Regions from separate parts of the Mus musculus genome. Here region 2 is linked to region 1. Evidence: chromatin contacts called from public HiChIP or PLAC-seq data. All regions are on one chromosome and are shown on one strand. Each heading gives the region's core, a stretch centred on a gene start, on an enhancer-like site or on the middle of the called end of the contact. The rest is flanking DNA. Distances are from core to core; before and after follow the strand shown.

What was found. HiChIP or PLAC-seq counts read pairs in DNA pulled down with a chosen protein or histone mark.
Region 2: an H3K27ac HiChIP or PLAC-seq map of embryonic stem cells shows a contact between it and region 1, with 3 times the contacts expected there. The contact joins the enhancer-like site here to the promoter of Map3k20 in region 1. A contact is called at or near these places in 4 of 484 Hi-C or Micro-C datasets (cerebral cortex, double positive thymocytes, palatal mesenchyme and 1 more) and 8 of 115 datasets of contacts at active chromatin or transcription factors (embryonic basal ganglia, embryonic forebrain, embryonic limb bud and 3 more).

What each region holds. Positions count from the first base shown.
Region 1 is chr2:72,282,685-72,287,669 of GRCm38.p6, reverse strand. It overlaps Map3k20 (mitogen-activated protein kinase kinase kinase 20), which reads right to left and starts at 2,033. Exons shown (of 20, transcript NM_023057.5): 1 at 1,815-2,033.
Region 2 is chr2:72,513,182-72,518,055 of GRCm38.p6, reverse strand. No RefSeq gene overlaps it. Among named protein-coding and RNA genes, the nearest start is that of Cdca7, 39 kb to the right of the region's middle. Within about 2 kb of position 1,870, at least 25 of the 459 cell types and tissues checked have an H3K27ac peak or open chromatin away from gene starts, as enhancers often do. A contact at or near this core is called in embryonic basal ganglia and embryonic stem cells, where this site is marked.

The DNA of each region.
Region 1 (4,985 bases), core at 784-3,283:
CATCTGTCCTGGGTAGAATAAAATGGAAAGCAAATGATCCAAACTTCTCTTCCTAACACCTCAGGGCACAGAGGCTTTCTGGTTCTGACAGTCCTGTGTTACCACAAACTCCTTTCCTCAGCTTAACACTGACTCTTCCCTGGCTGTGTCAAGTTCTGAGACCCACTGTGTAGTCTGCTTCTGCTGGGCACACACACTCAGAGTTTTATCTGACCTCTTTTACAAAACGTCCCTGTAACTTCTCCAGTGTCTCCTCTGATGATCCAGCGATTCACTCCACACCCTTCGTAACTCCTGCCTATAATTCCGCAGGCCTATCAGACTCAGTTTCACTGCAGAGCCCAGATAGGCACTGAGCCAATGTATTGCCAATAGCACTCACTCTGCCCTAACTTAAAATACACAGTGCAGCCTGCCAAGTTTCCTTATTTGGCAAGAAGGTCCCTCAGTTCCCAAGATCTTTGACCATCCATTTTTAGATCTAAATCTGTGTGCTTAATATTTGGTTATTATTTTTCTTAATGTGTTCTTATGTATCCCCCCTAAAACAAAACAAAACAAAAACTTTTAAAAGATTAATCAGCTACTTGCTTTCTAAGACAACAAAATGTTTCCCACTTAAACTTCTGACTTGCACATTCTCCAGTTTAAAAAAAAATCCCCCAAAATTTTTGTCAAAATTACATTGTAAAAGACTAAAATAAACAGTGCTCCAAAGACCATTTTTCTCTCTTAATTCTCTCTTTCTAAACAAGCTAAATTCATGTTCATTTACAATCTCCCAAATCTCTCACTATTGTAGCAGAAATCTAAAACAAAGACTCTACAAATGATCAAAACCATAATTAAAATGCAGCCGTCACTTTTTTTTAAGATAAAAAAAGAATGAAATTTCAGAGTAGAGACAGGCCGATGACAAAGAAGTCTGGTCTTGAATCATTTGTTTATTTTTATCGTTAAATATTTTGGTAGGTTTGGATCCACTAAATGCTGGCAGTTGGTTTCATCTACAGTCAAGAAGACCAGAAGATTCGCTACAACCACTTTAGGGGTAAAACAGGAACTCACTTTAACAACCATCCGAACTCAGATGTCCTCAATCCATTCTGGAAGACGGTTCTCACACGCATTATTAATGAAGGCTGCTTATTGTGAAATCGCTGGAACGGGCCACCAAATGGTGTGCTTTCATTATTAACGAAACTAGCAAAAATAGTAATTATGTTCTCCATAAACAGTGCTTATGCAGGATCTCCAGGCGCATGAGAAACATACATTTTCAGCAACCCAACAATGACGTGCCATTGTTGTTTTTTTTCAGGCAGTTCCAATGTCATCTGGGCAGTTTAGAATTAAAGTTTTTCCCGAGATCTGTCACGCGCGGGGCGAGGCGTGGCTGCGGCCCGGGTCACCCAGTGCCCACCCTGGTGTAGATCCCCGCGCCTGCGACACCCGCGTGTGCTCCCACGGAAGGCGAGGGTGCTCGGGAAGGGCAGCCGCCGCAGGTTCCCCGGGATCGCCGCGAGCTGTGCCAGGCCGGACTCTTCCGGGCACCGAGTGCCCGGCTGGACCGGCCCGGACATGCCCAAGCCGTCCTCGGCCCAGCGGCAAGGGACTGAGGGCTCAGGGGCTGCGGTCTCGGGGTCTGCGGGCTCGGGGACCACGGGTCTCCAGGGCACCGGGGGCGAGCCAAGGACAGCCGCCCGCCGAGCCCCGGCCTCCCGCAGCCGCGCTGCCCCGGCCCCGCAGGCCCCGGTCCCGCCGGTCCTCCAGCGGAGCTCCCTCCCGCCTCTCCCGTCCCCCACAGCCCTTACCTGGCTCCCGGATCGGGCGCGAGCGGCGGCGGGGGTCGGGGACGGCGGCCCGCGCGGCTCCCACGCTTCCGCCGGAGTCAGGAGTTGAACATTCCGCCTCTCCGCGCGGCGCCAATGAGGAAGACGTCGCGGCAACAGCACCACCTACCTCCGAGCGTGGAACCGCCGGCCGGCCAGCCTCCGGGCACGCCCGGCTCGGTGCCCAGCAGGGAGGCCGGGGCTCGGGGTCGCGGAGAGCCCGGTTGCTGCCCCCCCCCCCTTACCCCCCGTGAGACTGAATGCACTTGGCTGGGAAGGGGACAGCAGGGAAGGCAATGTCAGGGTCGCGGGTGCCTCAGTGGGACCATCAACAGGTACTTTGGAGATTTTGAGGAGGAGTCAAGGCCTGCTGCTCTGGTTGGTGACTTTTAAGATGAAGTGCCCGCGATTTCCCATCGAGGAGACAGAGTCCATGACAAGTGTGAACAAAACGTGTCACCTGGCTTTGGGAAGAAAAGAAATTGATCGGGGAGGATGTAGATGGAGTGGAAAAAGAGGAGAGGTTGCAAAAGTAGGGAACACAGTTTCTGAATTAGAATTTCACGTGTACACACGTGGAGAGTTAAGGAAAGTTGAAATCGTGCAAAATGGATATTCGTATTTTAGTGCATGGCTTTATATTTGGAGCAGGAGGCTTACCAGCCTGAAGATGTTAAGCCATATTCTCTTTCCTCCCCATCCATTTTAGTAGTGGTTTAGAGAGTTGCTTAGGGATGGAAACAAGATAAGTGGTAGATATTGTCACTACCAGGTAACAGATAGAATCGTGAAGGCTAGAGTTAGAGGGTACAGTTTGGGATCGTTTTTAAAAAGAAAATTGGAATTGAGAGACATGTTTCAGAAAGAGGCCACAGAAATTTGTGACCCATTCGGTTGGGAAAGAAGAAAGCGGTGATGCCAAGATTTGAGACCTGGGTGACTGGAAGAACGATGGTGTCATTGACAGAAATAGAAATCTGTGGAGAGGAAACTGGCTTCCTGCTGAGTTTTGAAGTCAGGAGAGGAAAAACAGGCAGAGATGAAACAAGAAACGGAAATCAGAAAAGAAGCCCAAAGAGAAATAGAAATTTTGAAAACCGTTCATATATATTTAATATATGAATGGGAAAGGATGGGTAAATATACACTAATGAAAAAAGAAACCACTTTCTGGTCTGTGATTACAAAGACTGAGGATTTTGGATTAATAAATTGCATTTTGGTAACTGAGAAGGTTGATGAAAACTATCCAGCTAAAAAAAATTCTTTTGTAGGTGATCAAACAATTGTTTAAAAAAAAAAAAAAGCTGTCTATCTACTCAAAAAAAAAAAAAAAAAAAAGGGTGCTGGGCTCTTGAGCGCGAAATGAACATGAGACTGCAGTCACCTTAGCTTTAAAGACATCCGATTGTGTCCTGACTCTGGCTGAGGAATCAGAGAGCCTGACTTTGCTGTTGCTCCTCTCAGTTGTCACATGGGACACTTAACAGGCAGTCCTCAGTTTCCTGCTCACCAAAATCAGGTGTTAGCCACTGGTTCCAGCTTGCCAGTCACCAGCCATCCATACCTTGCTTTGTACTGGAAGCCTGCAGCTTCTGATATTTTTAGCTTATACTATCTCTCCTTCCTTCATTCTATTTTCCTTCTATAATTAGGCTCAGAGAGTAGGCAACAGGAGCAATAAACTCTACAAAGTACTTTCAAAAACTTATTTGAAGGAGCACCTCACAGAAGGCCTCCTGCCTTCCCATTATGTTGCAAGGTCCTCACTGCGATACCTTATACTCTATTGTGGGGGCCACGGCTGTGACTCTGTGCTAAACGTAGGCTTGCCTCGACTTCTTAAGACTTATTTTTAATGTGTGTGTGTGTTTCCCCTGTGTGTATGTATGTGCACCATATGCACGCCTGGTGCCTATGGAGGTCAAAAGAGAGGTGAGAGCCATTGGAACTGCAGTTATATGTGTGTGGGAGCCACCATGTGGGTGGTAGGAATTGAACCAGGGTCCCTTGCAAGAGCAGCAAGTGCTCTTAACCACTGGGCCACCTCTCTAGTCTCACTGCTTCAAGATTTGAGTTTTTTGGTTTTTTTTTTTTAAATAAACTGCTTGTCTACTTGTGAATATATTGATGTTTTTAGACATCAGAGCTAATATAGTCTATATTGTGTTTACTCCTAATGCTCAACTTTTTCAAACTTAGGGGGGAAAAAATCTTTTTGCAAGTTTGTTTTTTTAGTTAATCCAAGTTGGACAGAGTATAGATTTGCGAGTGTAAACAGCACTAACAAAGAGTCCTTGTCGAAACTATCAAACCTTTACTTCAAAGACTTCCACACTAAAAATAGATGTACTCTCAGCAGTGGGGTGGCTTAGAAGTCCTTAGCACCCTCTTATAGCCAAGAACACCCTCCAATGTAAGCATGCATTCTAAGTTTAAAAAAAAAAACTTTTCAAAGTGATGTTTAAATACAACTTAACAACAATGTAACCCCTTATTCAACGGGCTTGTCTCCCCTAAACTTTTCTTTAATGGAAATCCTGGAAATGCCACCAGCTAACAGTAGAAGAACTAGCAGGTCACTTGAAAGGAAGAAAGGAGTCCTTTCTCCTCTAAAGTGATAACATCTGCCCCACAGGCTGGTACCTGGGGCACTCTTTCCAGTCATCTTAGTTCTGTATCTCAGATGGGGAATCTTCGAAGTCTGGACCACAGCATCACAGCTAAGAATTTACCCAACTCGTCTACAGAGGCCAGTGCTGTATAGCTCTGAGTTCCTAGGAAACTAAGGTGCGCAACCAAACGTCCTCTGTGGTAAGTATAGTCATTTCCTTAAAATCGGAACTGAAGCCTACATCACTGTCAGAAGACAGCTCACTGGAGATGCTCTGCCCTTCCACCACAGGGTTGGTAGCAAGCACTTTTATCTATGGCACCATCTTTCAGTCCTATATAATGGATTGTGATGAAACCCAGTCAGGTGTAGTGGTTCACCACTGTAACCTCAATATCTCAGATGCTAAGGCAAGACAGCTTCTGTGAGGTGCAGCCAGCCTAGGCTACAGAGTGGGACCTTGTCTCAAAACCCAAAAACAAATTGGAAAAACAAAACAACAACAACAACAAAAACCATTGTCCAAACCTTTTTAAAAA
Region 2 (4,874 bases), core at 621-3,120, 230 kb before region 1:
CACAACCTAGAGTGTTAGGTGCCGCTAGATGATTTGTGCCATGTCCTTGCTGGCAGTCCTTACTCATGCAGTATGGCCTTGCTGTTCTTTAGAGGACACAGTAGGTGCCTGCAATCTGCCGAGGTCCTGAATAAGTCTCCTAGCAATAATGCTCACTCTTTGCTTAAGTGAAAACAAAAACTCGTGTGGCCTTGTATGTGAAAGGCCAAGAACCGTGCACCACAGCACCATTCCACACAGAAAGTAAAGCAAGGTTCAAAAACTTGCCTCCGGACTTGTGTGGTTTATATGCTGAACACAGAGAAAGCATCTTGTCCCCTGACTGTGTCTCTGTGTGTACCCAAGCCCACCATCTACTTTGAGCGTGAGCGTGATATTCACTGTATATCACAAGACCAGTCTCTGTATATTCATAAGATAATGTTCTAGGAGTTCTGAGTGTGTTTTGAGCACTACCAGTTCCTTCATCAGGAATTACCAGGGTACTCGGAATGAACGATGACACGGTACAGAGGAGAAACCAGAAGCCCAGGGAGGTTGCTCTCTTAGAATTTCTCAAAGTGGGCTGCACAGAACACCCATATCTTGAATATAGGCACTTTATGGAAAAGGGGGTCTGGTCAGGATCACATACATTTCAGAAATTTCAGATTAGACAAAATGGAGTTGGGGTTTTCATTAGTCTACTTAAACGACAGAGCTTCTAGCTGCAGCTAGTGTTCTTTCCACAAAACTGGGGACAAGGGCATCTGTGGGGTGTGTTAAGCCTCCCCTTACCCTTACCCATGATTATAGAAGGTGCTGAGGACTCCCGCAGACAGCAATACTACACACAGCACAGCTTTGAACTCTGCCCCTAGCGTGCTACTTCTTAGGTACTCGGTGGGCTGGGCTGGTTTTTTCAACAGGCCGTTCCCACGTTTTGCTAGGCTTCCTACATCTCCCTGCTTATCCCCAAGAGTGGAACTCAGAAGACATGACAAGTGAAATCCCTTAACTCCTTATAGTTACAATATGAGGGTTTCGTTGTTGTTGTTTCTCGTTCTACAACCCAGAGAGCAGCAGGAACCCAGCACTAACTGGAAGCCTGGTCCATCCACCTAGCTCCCACACCCCCAGCTCAGCACACCCGAACAGAGGAAGCATCAGAGCGCATTCCCTGTGGAGAGCAGAGGTGTGTAGGGGAGAGGGTAACAACTGAGGGAAGTGTATCCTTCATTTCCTCATGTTTTTTCCTTCTTTGCTGCTGATCACCTGTTTCTGAATTGCCTGTTCCGCTGTGTTTCTATAAAGGTATTAACCACTTTGCTCATCCAAGGATGCGCGGACCGAGACCTCAGATTCTGGTTCAGCGACATCATCTGTAGACCTTGTTGCCAAGCTCGGTGACCACGGATGCTGAACTCAGAAAGGGCTAAGCAGGGATAGCGAGCGGTCAGAGAGCAATGTCGGGTTCCCAGAGTTAGGGCTCCCCCTGCTGGAATCCAGAGCCAAGACCGAGTGTATTTTTATTCCCCAGAAATCCTGATTGAGCCTGCCTTCAGCCAGCTGCTTCACATTCAGTCAAGGCTTCTCCCACAGACTAGACTGGCATCTCTATCCAGCCATCTGTGAGTCTCCCCTCTCTTCGCCTGTGCTCTACTTCCTAAAGGATGATCGAGTTCTCTGTGCCCAAGTCAAATGCTGGGAATTTAAGACTGGGGGATTTCCCGACTTTCCCCCAAAAGCCGATCTTTTTGTTAGGACACGTTCTCCACAACAAGAATTACATTTTTCAAATGTTTGAATATCGGATCCTTTGTATTGCACATCTGGGGGTGTATTGTACACCCAGAGGGTGGGAGAAGAGAAACCCCTCCCGGATGCTCCCTCTTCGGGAGTAAGGTCAGAGGCATAAACCTGGAAAGTAGCCTAGTTTTACTCTGCTCTGGTCACTAAGCCCCTTCTTGCCATAAAACCCTGCCTCTGTGGAGTAGGAAAATAAGCATCGTGCCATAAAAATCTTGCCGGCATCTAGCTTCCTCTAGCTTCTGAGACTTGAGTCTCAGAATTCCTGATGGCTGAGAAATTGCAAGGCCCAACATCTAGAGAATTCTGCCCCACACACACCCACCCACACACACCCACCCCCAAGGACGCCACTATTTGTAATTGAGAAGTCTCTATCTTTTCATTTGTCAAAGAGGAAGGCTGAGCCACATTGAAATGGAAATCCGGCTTTCTCGTGCAGAGGGCAGCAAGGTTTCCGCTGGCTCTCTGTTAGGTGTTGACCCATTAGGACACGCTGTAAGGGCTGGGGCTCCTTAAGACCTGGGAAGTCAGGGCCCATTAGCTGTGCTCTCCAGTAGTGGAGCACATACCCACTTGGGGCTCACTGCAAATAAGACACTGAGGACTAGGAGGGCTAGGAGGGTTGGGAGCGATAGCTCAGTTGGTAAACACACCCCTAGGTTTGATCTTTGGCGCCTCATAAACCAGGTGTCCTGGTGGCACAGGCCTGTGATTGCAACACTTGGGAGGTGGAAGGAGGAGGAGGAGGAGGAGGAGGAGGAAGAGGAGGAGGAGGAGGAGGAGGAGGAGGAGGAAGAAAAGTTCAAGGTCATTCTTATCCAGCTGCTCATAGAAGCTACCTAGGATACAGGAGACCTTTTCAGAAGAAGAAATGTAAAGACAGCAAATTCAAAACCCTAAATGAAGGCGAACCTCTTTCAACCCCATGAATAATTATTCACATTTACAGAAATGAATACTAAAAGGAGCCGATCTTCATTTTTCAGCAGGCTGCACTATGGGATACCTTTACATACCAAGTTCACCTGATGCATAAAACATATGATTAGATTTACAAAAACTTGATTTACACAGTTTTTTTTTAAACATCTTTGCAGAAAGATTAGGTGTGATTAGATGCAATAGGAGCCCCTCTGAGGCTCACTGATGGGCTGTAGGAGAGTTACTAGCCAAACCCTCTTCAGCTGGTGTCAGTTCCCTCCCTAGAGATGTCTTGAGTGAGGCCTAATGACTGCTTACAGGGGTGGTATTGGAACAAGGGACGCTTCAGGAAATAGGTGCTGTTCAACCTTCATGAACTTGCCAATGAAGCAGAGCATCACAGTTGGAAAAGTGGTCAGGTCTGCTTTCTGTAGGAAAAAGGCACCCAGAAAGACACAGCTTCGATAGCCACTAGTGTGAGGCCATGAGGAGAAAGAAACAGGGGCAGCCCTAGGTGGCAAGAGAGCATTTGTCTGAGACTAAAGGAAGGAAGAGCTCCACAGAATTAATGTGTTCACTCCAAGGGATTCAAGGAGGTTCTCAGAGCCTGCACTATGGAGCAAGCCATTGAGCTGGCTTCTGGTTGCAGTTTCTACTCTTTCCAGAATTTAAAGCTCTGCCGTGTACACAGCAAGCAATCATATAGGCAATGTATATGGCAACTTATGTTGCTCTCCTCCAATGGCCACAATCAACTGAATTATAAAATATAGTCTCATATAAATCAAATTTATTATAAAATATAGCCATCATAACTTGAAAGAAGAAAATTGTGTGTGTGTGTGTGTGTGTGTGTGTGTGTGTGTGTGTGTGTGTGTAAGATATATACACGGTCGTCTGATAAAGAAGTCGTAACCTGCGCCATTTCGAAGTGTCTGGGGACATCTGTCATAGAGTTGTGCTCCAACTTCCGGGTTGCTTTGAGTCTCCTGAAGTGCAAAAGAGCAGAAGCTTTGAGAATCTGCATCCAGGTTCCTTTCTTATCCTTTATCCTTGACCCCTTTCCCAACACACACTCAAAGCAGCATTTTGAGACGCCGGAGAAGGAAGTATCACAGATTCAAAGGCGCAACAAGCTTTGAAAAGCTGCTGCCCACTGTCCACCGCTCCCCGGAGCTCCCATACTTAGCTTTTTGGTTTGTGATCTCACACCCGTTCTGGTGACACAGCACACTCACAGCTCATGAATATTTGATACCAAATTAAATGATTCTTCATTCTATCACGTAAAGAAGACAATTCAGTTTAAAGAAACCATTTGAAAGAGAACTCATTACATACCATTATTTTATTTTATTTTATTTTATTTTAACACTTTGATTATTCCATAGACAATACATGACTTTCTGCCTCTGTCTTTTAATTCCTTTTTTTGTCTAAAAATTAAACCCTGCCTTTCACTTTGCAAACTACAATACTCGTTTTCATTTGAATAAGAAAAAGTATTTTCCCAAATTATTAAATTGTTTAATAATGGAACAAATAGAATAATAATATTTCCCCAGGAGAGTACACCTCAAAGATTAGAGAGAGAACATGTGCTCCTAAAAGGATATGTTTAATTCATGACTTAGCCAGAAGACTCTTCTGAGACAGTACCAGCGCTTTCAACTGTTTGTCAGCAGAGGACCTGTGCTTATGCCTCTACAGGCAGTTCTGTGGTTCTACGTGAATACATTGCAAATATTGAGTCATTTAAACACAAAATGGAATCATTTCTTTGCATATTTGAGTGAGTACCAGCAGTGAGTGATGGTTAAAAAAAAAAAAAAAAAAAAAAAAGAAGAAGAAGAAGAAGAAGAAGTAAATAACTTGGGTTTTGTCAGGAGCGCTGGCAAGCCGTGCACTCTGGTTTCCAGGGCTGACCTAGATGCACGGTTGAAAGATGGTCCCCAAACGTCGGCCTCCATGTGCCTCCCATCCTGAAGACCATAAATTAAGTATGTAATTTACAGTCTGCAATTTTGAGCAGCCTGAGTACTCGTCACCAAAGACCAGGACATCAGCAGTGGTGAGTAGACAAGACACCCTGAGGTACTCAAAGGGAGAAGGTCGTTATATACAGAGGAAGAAAACTGTTCCTAAAAGTGGCAAGCATGTAT